Regions from separate parts of the Mus musculus genome. Here all the other regions are linked to region 1. Evidence: chromatin contacts called from public Micro-C and promoter capture Hi-C data. All regions are on one chromosome and are shown on one strand. The core of a region is the stretch at or near the end of the contact, and the rest is flanking DNA. Distances in the headings are between cores, read along the strand shown.

What was found. Promoter capture Hi-C pulls out the DNA fragments that hold promoters and counts their contacts. Hi-C and Micro-C count contacts between places; a contact is called where the count stands out from the background.
Region 2: a contact with region 1 is called in a promoter capture Hi-C map of embryonic stem cells. The contact joins the promoter of Bahd1 here to the promoter of Pax6 in region 1. A contact is called at or near these places in 1 of 39 promoter capture datasets (embryonic stem cells) and 1 of 484 Hi-C or Micro-C datasets (embryonic stem cells).
Region 3: a contact with region 1 is called in a Micro-C map of embryonic stem cells, with 17 times the contacts expected there. The contact joins the promoter of Meis2 here to the promoter of Pax6 in region 1. A contact is called at or near these places in 3 of 39 promoter capture datasets (all in embryonic stem cells), 6 of 484 Hi-C or Micro-C datasets (all in embryonic stem cells) and 1 of 115 datasets of contacts at active chromatin or transcription factors (embryonic stem cells).

What each region holds. Positions count from the first base shown.
Region 1 is chr2:105,673,800-105,677,402 of GRCm38.p6, forward strand. Pax6 (paired box 6) reads left to right here and starts at 1,945. Exons shown (of 12, transcript NM_001310144.1): 1 at 1,945-2,173. RefSeq lists a promoter at 1,425-2,006 and a cis regulatory region at 1,425-1,559.
Region 2 is chr2:118,899,800-118,903,402 of GRCm38.p6, forward strand. It overlaps Bahd1 (bromo adjacent homology domain containing 1), which reads left to right and starts at 1,816. Exons shown (of 7, transcript NM_001045523.1): 1 at 1,816-1,958. It overlaps Gm32957 (a long non-coding RNA gene), which reads right to left and starts at 1,381. Exons shown (of 4, transcript XR_003954052.1): 1 at 953-1,381.
Region 3 is chr2:116,063,180-116,066,782 of GRCm38.p6, forward strand. It overlaps Meis2 (Meis homeobox 2), which reads right to left and starts at 1,879. Exons shown (of 12, transcript NM_001159568.1): 1 at 1,623-1,879; 2 at 9-241. The coding sequence starts at 1,634.

The sequences.
Region 1 (3,603 bases), core at 695-3,194:
TGGGTCCTTATTGCTGGGCCCCAGGCAAGGGCTAGACTAGGATGTCCAAATCAGGCTCAGAGGCAGCCTGCAGCGTCCATCTGGCTCCAACTCCCATGGGGATTCATCAGCGCAGCCTGCCAGAGATCAACTGAGTGAGCAGACTACTGCTGGACGCTGACTTTCGGTTCTTTCCCTAAGTCAAAAAAAAAAAAAAAAAAAATCAAAGGCTTCGATGGTGGCTTTCGGCCTCCTTGCCTGATCTTTGCCAACCCCACTTCCCTTTGCTGGGTTCTGAGTGTGTTCCGGATCTCAGGCCTTCTACTTCTCGGCTCCAAGGCCCGCAGGCTGCGAGATAGCTCCGGACAGCTCAGGACAAGGCGGCTGCCTGCTCCCCTGTCACCTAAACTGCAGACTCCAAGGGACGTCTTTGGAGTGTACTGAGGTGTATCCTAATGTCCGGCATTCAACAAATGGACTTCTGGTGTGTGGTCAGGAGGGAAAAGCCATTTACTTACTGTCCTCGCCGTTTTTCTGGCAACAGTTGAAGGGGAATTGCCTCCGTGGACTGAGCTGACCCAAGAGAAGGGAGTCTTGGCGGGGATACATAAGCACCACACACAGATAACCGGTTCCTCACAACGACACACGTTGACACACCAAGAAAGCCGGCGAGGACACACACTTGCAGAATCTCTCCCAGCATTGGTCAAACCCCACCCCCACCCTCAGGCTTCCACTACTTCCCCTCCCCTCTTGTCTTCCCCTCCTTTCGATGGCTTGGAAAAGCAGCCGCACTTAGTCAACAAATGGCACGTGGGAGAAGTTGGAGAGTGTTTGGTGAGGACTCTTCAGAGCTTTTCACAAGAATCCTCTGTACACAAAGTAAGTGGCGTGTTTACTCGAGCCTCTCCAGGCTGGGGCAGTGCGTCCGCTCCGCTGAGCACGGCGGCTTCGGAAAGCAGAAAGAGAAGAAAATGCCAGCGGTGCGGGAGTGGGGTGGGGGGAAAATGGGCAGGCTCGGGAGGCCTGAGCTGGGGTGACCGCCGGGCCTCGCTGAGTTCTCGGCCTGGAGGCCCTCTTCGGGCCTAGGCATAGTTGTGCCACCATCGCCGGAGTGGGGGCTGCTGGGATCCAGGGACACTCCCGCCTCTTTTCTCTTGTTCCTAAAAGTCAGGTGGGCTAGAGAGCCGCCACCGCTGTACTTTGTGTCCTGGGGCCAAGGCCGAGGTGGACAAGGGGTGGGAAGTTAGGGTGAAATGGGGCGGAGCGGCAGGCCACTGTACAAGAAAGGACCTCGTAGAGATGGTGAAACTTGCTACCTCCACGGACTGAGAACCCCTGGCCCAGCTTGGGGTTACGGGGGCAGCATGCTTCCAGCTCAGAGGCCTCCATTAGACTGATCAAGTTCGCGGCCGCAGCGCTGGCCGCCGAAGCGCATGGAGCGGGAGACCTCGGCGAGCGCCAGAGCCTAGGAGCGGGGGGCCCAGCGCCGGAGAGAGAAGCCGGGACCCACCGGCAGAGCCGAAAACAAGTGTATTCATATTCAAACAAACCGACCAATTGCACCAGGCAGGGAGAGGGAGCATCCAATCGGCTGGCGCGAGGCCCCGGCGCTGCTTTGCATAAAGCAATATTTTGTGTGGGAGCGAGCGGTGCATTTGCATGTTGCGGAGTGATTAGTGGGTTTGAAAAGCGAACCGTGGCTCGGCCTCATTTCCCGCTCTGGTTCAGGCGCAGGAGGAAGTGTTTTGCTGGAGGATGATGACAGAGGTCAGGCTTCGCTAATGGGCCAGTGAGGAGCGGTGGAGGCGAGGCCGGGCGCCGGCACACACACATTAACACACTTGAGCCATCACCAATCAGCATAGGTGTGCTGGCTGCAGCCACTTCCCCACACTCTTTATCTCTCACTCTCCAGCCGCTGACAGCCCATTTTATTGTCAATCTCTGTCTTCTTCCCAGGGATCTGAGAATTGCTCTCACACACCAACCCAGCAGCGTCCGTGGAGAAAACTCTCACGAGCAACTCCTTTAAAATACCGTCATTTCAAACCGTTGTGGTCTTTAAGCAACAACAGGGGGGGGGGACCCAAACAACAAAAACCAAAAAAAAAAAAAAAAAAAAAAAAAAAGCCCTCAAAACTCTTGACAGGAGCCTTGACAACGACGAAAGAGAGGATGCCTCTTAAAGGTGAGTCCCGCTTCTTTCTTCTCAATTTCTTTATATTTCAATATCCTGGCAGGTCTCTCCCTCTCTTCTTTCCTCCCCTCTCGCCGGTCCCCTCCCCCACTGCTACGCCGGGAGAGTTGGGCCTGAGAAGTTTCCACGCAGGAGCCCAAACTTTCTACTTCCAGCGAAAGCCCGCGTCGGAGGGCGACGGTCCGCGCGAGCCACAACAGCGCGGATCTTCAGGCAGGCGGCTGGCTCTGCACCAGCGCAAGTGCGGCTGGAGCTCTCGGAGAGCAGCTAGGCTGCAGGGCGCCCCCGCAAACCGCAGCTCTCAGCTTCAGCGCCTCCAAAAGCTCGCGGTCAGCGCAAAGGGACGTAGAGGCTCCTCCGTGCCCCAGGCCGCGGAGAGCAGCCGCCGGCGATGCTTTTGTCCAGCCCGGGCCGAGCCAGCGCGCAAAGAGCGCCCAACCAGCCGACTCTCCGCGCCGCCTCCCGCCAGCCCGCGCTCCGGCTTTGTGCAAGATTCTCCCGGCACAGAACTGCCCGCAGCACTCGAGCACCAAAGGGTCATCGCGCCCTCCGCCAGCCGGAGCCGTCTGGATGGGCACCACGGCCGTGCGCCGGAGGCCACGAGGGACCCAGAGCGAGAGCGGGCGGTGAAAGAAGCCACTAGGCCGAGGCGGTCGGATGCGCTCTGCGAGGGAGCTCCGAGCCGATCGCAAGGACTGCCAGCTTCCATCCACCCCCCAGGGCCCTCGCCTCCAGCCTCAGCCGAGCGCTGAGCTCAGATTTGGAAACAAACGCCCTAGCTCTCCCGGCTTCCCACAACTCTATCTTGCGAAAGTTGGTGTGTTCCCTGTCCTGTGGACTCCCACCTCCAGCTCTTGGTGGGTATTTTCCCGTGTCTCCATTGACCAAGCTGTACCCCGTGTTGCCATTTCAACAAGTTTCGAGCTGGAAAGGCGGTTTGCTCCCCCTTTTCGAGTGTACTGATATTTTTCTTTGTGTGGCCTAAAGGGGGAAAAAAAAAACTACAAGAAAGCACTGGCTTTCCCTCTCCTCGGATCGCGTCCTCTCCCTGCTAATTAGTCTGAGTAATTCGAGAGCTTTTGGATTCTAAGACCCCAGGAGGAAAAGTGGCTTTTCAAAGTTCAGAAAGTTGTTGCCTCTTTCCCGGGGCAGATCTCCTCAGTCTCCCTGAGCCATAATAGCCTCGAATTTTAGCAAGTGTAATTGAGGGAAATGGAGTTGAATTTCAAGTGGAAATGCTTTCTTTTTCGAGTGCTAAAAAACCTGGCCTTTCATTAATGAGCTTTCTGAAAAGTTTAAAAACAAAGTGAATGCTCTCTCTCTCTCTCTCTCTCTCTCTCTCTCTCTCTCTCGCCATTTTGGATGTTAAACTCGAACTTGGGAAGGGCTGAGGAGATAGGATCAGAAAAACAACTGACAAG
Region 2 (3,603 bases), core at 566-3,065, about 13 Mb after region 1:
TCTCTCTCTCTCTCTCTCTCTCTCTCTCTCTCTCTCTCTCTCTCTCTCTCTCAGGCTATTGCCCAGCCACAGAGGCTGGCAGCCCTAGTTACCTTAAAAGCTGCCCGGGTCAGTGCACGTCAGTAGCACGGTCTAGGAAAGGTGGGGAACTGTATAGAGCGCAGGAGGAGCCCCTAAGCCACTCTCCGAGGCTCGATTTTTCCTGCTTACTAACCAGGCTTCCTCAGCACTCTGGGCGCTTCTCTGCCCTAGGCGTTCCAGGGCCCAGCCCCTCCCCGGCTGCTCCCAGGCTCGGGTGACTTGACACTACCCTTTTTTGCTCCTGCTCCTTTACCTCCCAAAGCGCCCCTCCCCCGCCTGAATTGGAAATGAGGCTTTGTTCAGGGGTGGACTCGGTATTTCTCAAGAACCTACTGTGTGCACATTACAGCTCCTTGAAGTGAAGTCCTGGGCTGGCTCTGGCGCTACAAGGTGTCCAGGACACAGCCCCTTCCCGCACCTCCCAGGGACTTCCCACCCCTTCATATGACCTCAGCCTGCTGTGCCCACCCACCCAGCTGACCCCGAGAGCGTGCTCAGGCTTGGAAAAGCACGTCTGTGGGTGTGAGAGACGGAGCCACAGCATAAGGCGACTATGGGGAAGCTAGGTAAGTGTCTGCACTGGTTCTACACTAGCTTGGGGACGCGAAGGAGTGTGTCCAGCCGCGCCTGTTGGGCTGCCCGCCCCTTTCCCTCTCCACCGGAGAGCTCTGATGTTCCCCGCGGTGGTGGAAGAGGGTGTGTGGGTGTCAAGGACTCACAGACCAGACTCTGCTGTCAGCTGGAAATGGATGAGGGTTCCACACTTGGCTTCTGAAAGAGGGCGAATTGGGAACTGGGGTGGGGGGCGTTAGGTGAAGGACAGAAAGAGGAAAAAGAGATGCGGGTGAGGGGTTACCGAGCCAGGACCGACCTTGCTAGGAAGGAAAGGAGACGTGGCAAGCAGGGAAGTCGGAAAGATGAGGCAAGGGCGGGAGGGGCTTCTCAGGAGTCGGGGCCCTTTCGCGCGAGTCTGGGGCCCTTTCAGGAGGAAAGGGGGTGTTGTTCTTGCTTGAATTTTTCGGTTGGTCTTCCCGAAGCTTTGCCATGGGGGCAGCAGCCTGAGGGTGAGGTGCCCCCTCGACCCTCAGTTTACTGTAGCCGGTGCTGGAGAGGTTACGAGGAAAGAGGGATGTAGAAGGGTGATGGTCAGGGAGGGGGCGCGCTAAGATTTTTCAGGGTGGGGGTCTGCAGTGAGGTGCTGGGGCTTCAGGGTCAGGTCACCATGGGATACTGGCTCAGGCTCCAAAGACCAGGAGAAAATACAAGAAGCCGGCAAAGAAAATCATCCCCCGCCACCACCCTTGGCACCGTACCCCTCCCCCCAGGCCCCACCACTCCCCGCACCGCCTCCCCCGGCCGCCTCGTGCTGCCCCCTGCGTCGGGACGACCGACCCACGATTCTGATTGGTTGGAGACCGGGAGGGGGAGCCGAGGGCCGGATTGGCTGGCGGGGCCAGCGCAGGGCGGGGCGGCTGATTGGCGGAGCTTGCCGAGGGGCGCGCCGCTGATTGGCTGAGGACGAGGAAGCAGGAAGGAGGGCGGCGGAGGCTCCGCTCTCGGGGAGTTTGTGGGGGAACCGCGAGCGGCGTAGCGGATCCCGGAGCCCGGCCCCCGCTGCTCGCCCGTCCGGCCGCCTGCCCCGCCCGTCCGGCCCTAGCCGTCCGCCCGCCCCGGCCAGGCGCGCCCGCCCCCCCCGACGGCCCCGCCCGACCGCGGCCCCCGCTCCGCCTGCCCGGCCCCGGCCCCCAGGAGGAGGCGCTGACGCAGCAGCGTGGAGCCCGGGAATTGAGCGCCCCCGGGGGGTTCCAGCCGCCGGATTCCAGCCCGGCCAGGGCCTGCGGGCGCCCGAAGCCGCGCCGTCCGCGCCTCTCGTCCCGGTGAGCTAGGAGCCGGGATCCAGGAGGGGGTAGGGGAGGGCGAACGAGCGAGAGCGAGCGAGCTAGGTAGGCGGACTAGCAAAAGGGAGAGGACCGGCCGCCCGTCAGCGCGCCCCGCCGAGCGCGCCGCGCCGCCGCCCCCGCCAGCCCCGGGAAGGGACGGACGGACGACAAGAAGCAGGTGCGGCTGCTTGCCCGCCCGCGCGCGCCGCCTCCCTCCCCCGGGTCCGGCGCTGCGGTCCCGCCATCGGGGAGCATTGCGCGCCTCGAGGTGACAGCCCCCGGGGGGCGCCCGCCTCGCAGGCCGGGGGCGGGGTGGGTGGCGGCCGCAGGGTGGCAGCTTGGCCGGGCGGCGGCGGCGCGGGCGTCCCGGGCTACGGAGGGCGGGAGGACGCGGGGTGCTTCCTCGCCGCGGCGGAGCCGGCTCGCCTCCGAGTGCGCGGGCGGCAAGGCCCCCGCCAAGCCCCCTCCCCCATCGTGGTCCCGGAGGCTAGGGGCCGCGGCTGGGGGCGTCGCCGCGGGAGCGCCCTCTCGGGGTGGGGGGCGCCCTCCCGGGTTGGGAGCTGACCGGCAATTGCCGGAGGGGGGATGGGGATGGGGGCCGCGTCAGGGCGAGGGGTAGTGTGGACTCGATCGGGTCGGGCTGAAGGAAGGGAGGCGCCGAAGACGGAAGGGGACCGGTTCGAACAGCGAGTGTGGGCCGCGGGAGGCCCTGTGGGGACCGTGCGGGGCGGCGGCCGAGTCCGAGGTGGGGCGGGGGGAATCGAAGTTGTCAGACCGCCTCCAAGTGACAGCGGGACCCGGTGCTCCAGGCCTGGCCTGGTTGTGCCCTGCCAGTCCCGCCGCCTCTCCTCTGGGGCCGTGGACCGGGTCAGGTCGGGCCCAAGGGGCCCGCTCGGCGGTGAAGAGCCGGACAAAGGCGGCGCCCGAGCGGGCGCAGGTAGTGGTATCGGGGAGGGGAGCGAGTCCGGGGCACCCACCCCAAGGGGCGGGCACGGGGCCGGACTCTGCCCTGGGGACTGCGGGGGCCGGGGCGTCCACCGGGAGGAGCTGCGGCACTGGCTCTGGTCTGTAGCCGCAGATATCCTCGCGGCTCCGGGAAGAGTGGGGTCGACTTAGCCAAGGCGGAGGGGCAGGGTTGAGGGGTGTGCGCACCGAGTGCCCTGGCCGGTGGCGAATGGGCTGGTGGACTCACAGAGGCGAGCGGAGCCTGCTAGCAGTGAGGCTTTCAGCAAGTCTGCCTCTCGGTAGAGGTTTAACTCCACCTGGGATGTCTCCTAGTGGCCCATTGTCGGCAGTCTTAAGAGCACAGGCGGCTACTTGGATTGGGACTAAGGGACCCCACCCCCCAACACACACACCCACTGTGCTTGGCGATGCCTTCACTATTGCTGTAGCCGTCTTCCTTGGGCAAGAAGGTACCCACATAGGGACATGATAAAGCTGAGTCCATAAATTGAGGCAGAAATTTGAAGACATAAAATAAGGTTTCCAGCTTTCTTTTGTACCACCTGACACGTTTCTCCCCATCTTCTACCTCCATAATCTTCCACCAACAAGGAAAGCCTCAGAGAGACCACATTTCTTGGGGACACCACTGTTCTAGGACACTTTGGGATCTCTGGCTTAAGCTGTGAGCGCTAAC
Region 3 (3,603 bases), core at 629-3,128, about 10 Mb after region 1:
CGGTTTACCCATAGATTGCGTCCTTGTCTCTTTTCAAGGCGTCGTTGACAGCAGATCCCATGCTGGCTGGCATGACATTGGGGTGCGGGGCGTGCGCGCCGTAGTGCTGCGTGGCGTGGAGCGGCGGCCCGTGGTTTAGGTGGTGAACCGGGGGGATCGGCCGCGGCGCGTGAGGGTCTCCGTACATGGAAGCGGGAACCCCTACTCCGTCCATCCCGCCGTAATGGGGCAGCTCATCGTACTGTCAGAGCCCGGGCAAGAGGAGGGGGCGGTGGCACAGAGTAAGAGAGAACCCAGGGGGGCAGAGGCAGGAAAGCAAAGGAACCCGGAGCAAAGAAAAGAGGGTACAGAGGAGTGGGGATGGAATAGAGATAGGGGGTGTAAAGACGGATGAGAGAGAGAGAGAGAGAGAGAGAGAGAGAGAGAGAGAGAGAGAGAATAAAAACAAAGTCAGAAAAAAAGAAAAGTACCGGACACAAGTTAAACACACTACAAACCAAACCAGGAGAAAAAACAGATTTGAAAGTTGGGAGAGGATGTCGTAAATTTTAAAATTAAAGTCTGAGCCGAGAGCAGCATTCAGGGAAGGCAGATCAGGCGGAGAGGCCGGGGACGCCGGGTGGGGGGTGGGGGGGCACAGGGAGGCCCCGCTCCCGCTGGAGGCTGCAGAACCCCAGCGAGCCAACCCAGGGAGAAGTGGAGTTAGCAAGAGAAGGAAGCCCCGGATCCCACCCCTTACCCCCCTTCGCCTCCTCCAGGAGATCCAATAAATCAAAGGGCGAAATGAAACAAAATAAAGAGAAGAAAAACGCTAATAATCAGGCCGAGAACGGCAAGGACAAGGGAAGACTAGGGTCGGTGCCTCCCCGGGGGCTAGGAGCTGAGGGTGGGGAGGAATAACGTGAAAGTTACCAGAAACATTATTTAGCAGCGGATTCCCTGCGTCCTTGTCAATTTCAGAGACAAAACAAGCAGCCGGGGCTAGTCTAGGCAGCGCGGCCCCACGCCGGCGGCTCCTACGCAGCCCGCGCCCGCCCGGAGCCGCGCGAGTAGCGGCGAAAGAGGCGCAGCGGCGGCGGCAGGAGAACCCGGGGAATCACGCTGCCGGGGTAAAAGCTGGAGCGAGGCGAAAGCGTGTAACAATTGCACACAAGTACACACACACACACACACACACACACACACACACACACACACCACTCACACGCTCTCGCCGCCCGCAGAGAACCCGGGGAATCACGCTGCCGGGGTAAAAGCTGGAGCGAGGCGAAAGCGTGTAACAATTGCACACAAGTACACACACACACACACACACACACACACACACACACACACACACACACACACACACACCACTCACACGCTCTCGCCGCCCGCCCGCTCGCTCAGCGCTGGGACACGCGCGGCCAGACACGCACACACGCACGCACACACACTCTCACACACGCAGAGGCACAGGGGGGAAAGAAGCCGGTGAATAATTTTGTTACTATTTTTTAAAATACTGGCCGCCATCATCATCAAGCAACCAGCAGCAGCCAGCTCAAAGGGAGAGAAGGCATGGGGCAGGGCCCTGTAGGAGAGGATTTATATCTAGGTAAGTGTTGGAGATTTAAACCTACCCTTTGCGCCATCAGTCTGCGCTCCAATAAACTCCTGGATGTGTCGTATATTTAATATCCCAGTCCGGATAAGAAAGTGAGCTAGGTTGAAGAGTCCTTTTTTTCCAAACCAAGGAGACTTCTCCCAATTTTCCAATGTTATTTTTTGGGGGGTGGGGAAAGCCCAGTCAAGAAAACGAAGAATTTTTTTCAGTGATATTTCTTCTTTTTCTCTTTTTTCCTCTTCTTCCTCCTCCTCCTGATCTTCCTCCTCCTCCCCCTCCTCCCCCTCCCCTCCTCCTCCTCTTCGGTCCTCCTTTACTCCTCTTTCTCTTCTTTTCCTCTTAGTTGAAAAAAAAAAAGAAAAGAAAGAAAAGAAAAAGAAAAAAAATTGTCAAGCCCCCGAACTGAAGGTTACGAGCGGCCAGTCAGCAGCCCACATGTAACCGAACTGTCGAGTTTCATGGCTTTTTGCCACTCCAGCTGTCAATCAAAGCCCGGAATGTCAAGGTAGTGAATGAATGATGGTTGATGATGATGAAGAGGAGCAATCTTTCAGACCCGTTTTTTTTTTCTTCCAGTAAAACTCCGCGAGGGGTTTCTGCTTCTTGAATTCTTCCTCCCCCCTCCCCCCTCTTTTAGCTTTGCCCCCAAAATAGCTCTAATATGATCCTCTCTTTTTAAAGTATTGTTCAAAGAAAGCAAGGAGAAAACCAAGAAAAAAATGAATAGTTTGCAAAAATTGGACTTCCTCCCCCCCTCTCTGGTAGGTATTTTGTCTTTCCCTCTCTCTCTTTCTCGCTCGCTCTCACTCGCGCTCGCTCTCTCGCGCTCTCTTTCTCTCTCTGGGAGATGAGTGAGTGTCAGTAGGTGTTGGCAGGTTGGCTGCAGCCGGGCTTATAGTAGAGCCTCAGTTTGGCGGCGCGGGTCGGCGGCGGGAGAACGAAATGACGGAACCCGGAAGTCGTGGTGGCCATAGCCCGTCCTACGGCGGAGACACATCCCGAGAGTGGGGAGCTGGAGCGAGGAGGAGCGCGCAGCGCGGAGCCTCTGATATGCAGCGAGTGCGGTCGGACGGCCCCGGGGGGGGGGGGGGGGGCTGGGGAAGGGGAGGCTGGAGCGGAGAGGACCGGAGCAAATCAGCAAGCCTGCTTCTCCAGGGGGACGACGCGGGAGGGAGAGGAAGAGGGGAGGGAGGGGGGATGAGGGAGGGGGAAAGGGGGAAGGGAGGGAAGGAGGGAGAGCGACAGGAGAGGGAGAGAGAGGGAGAGAGAGAGAGAGAGAGAGAGAGAGAGAGAGAGAGAGAGAGAGAGAGAGAGAGAGAGAACACGCGTGATTGGAGGGGGAAGGAAGAGAGGTGGAAGAGGACAGGGAGAGCGCAGACAGGAAAACTGCAGAAAGCCACAGGGAAAGTACGGTACAGACTCAGATCTTTTTATTTTCAACTTACTTCTCGTTTATTTCCCCACCACTCCTCTTGGCTCCTGCCTAACTGGGTCGCGTTGGGGATGTTTGGCATGGCGCTCTAGCTTTTGTTCGTTTTAATTCCGCGGCCCCCTTCCTCTGCCGGCGGATTACTAGGTCCCGAACTCTGCCACTACAACCTAGAGCAGCAAGCTCCGCCAACTGCACCACCGCCAGGCTAGGATTTTTGTTGTTGTTGTTGTTGTTGTTGTTGTTAAGTGGTACTTTCTTTCTCGTGCAGATGCAGAGCCCTTTTTGTCAATATTCATTTTTGTCTAGTACAAGATATGAGCAGCTGAACTCGGAGCATAGTCCCTCGGTGCGCTGCAGACAGTGTAGACCACCATTGAGAGTCTAGGGGTCCTGGGCTCAATCTGGAGGGAGAAAGCAGGATGAGAGTTAGTAGGGCGGGAGTTAGTGGGGTAGGAGTTAGAGGAGAGGGAGTTGTTTGGTGTTTGTTGTTTACCGATGTAGACAAGTGTGTGTGTGTGTGTGTGTGTGTGTGTGTGTACGCGCGCGTGCGTGCGTGCGCGTGACC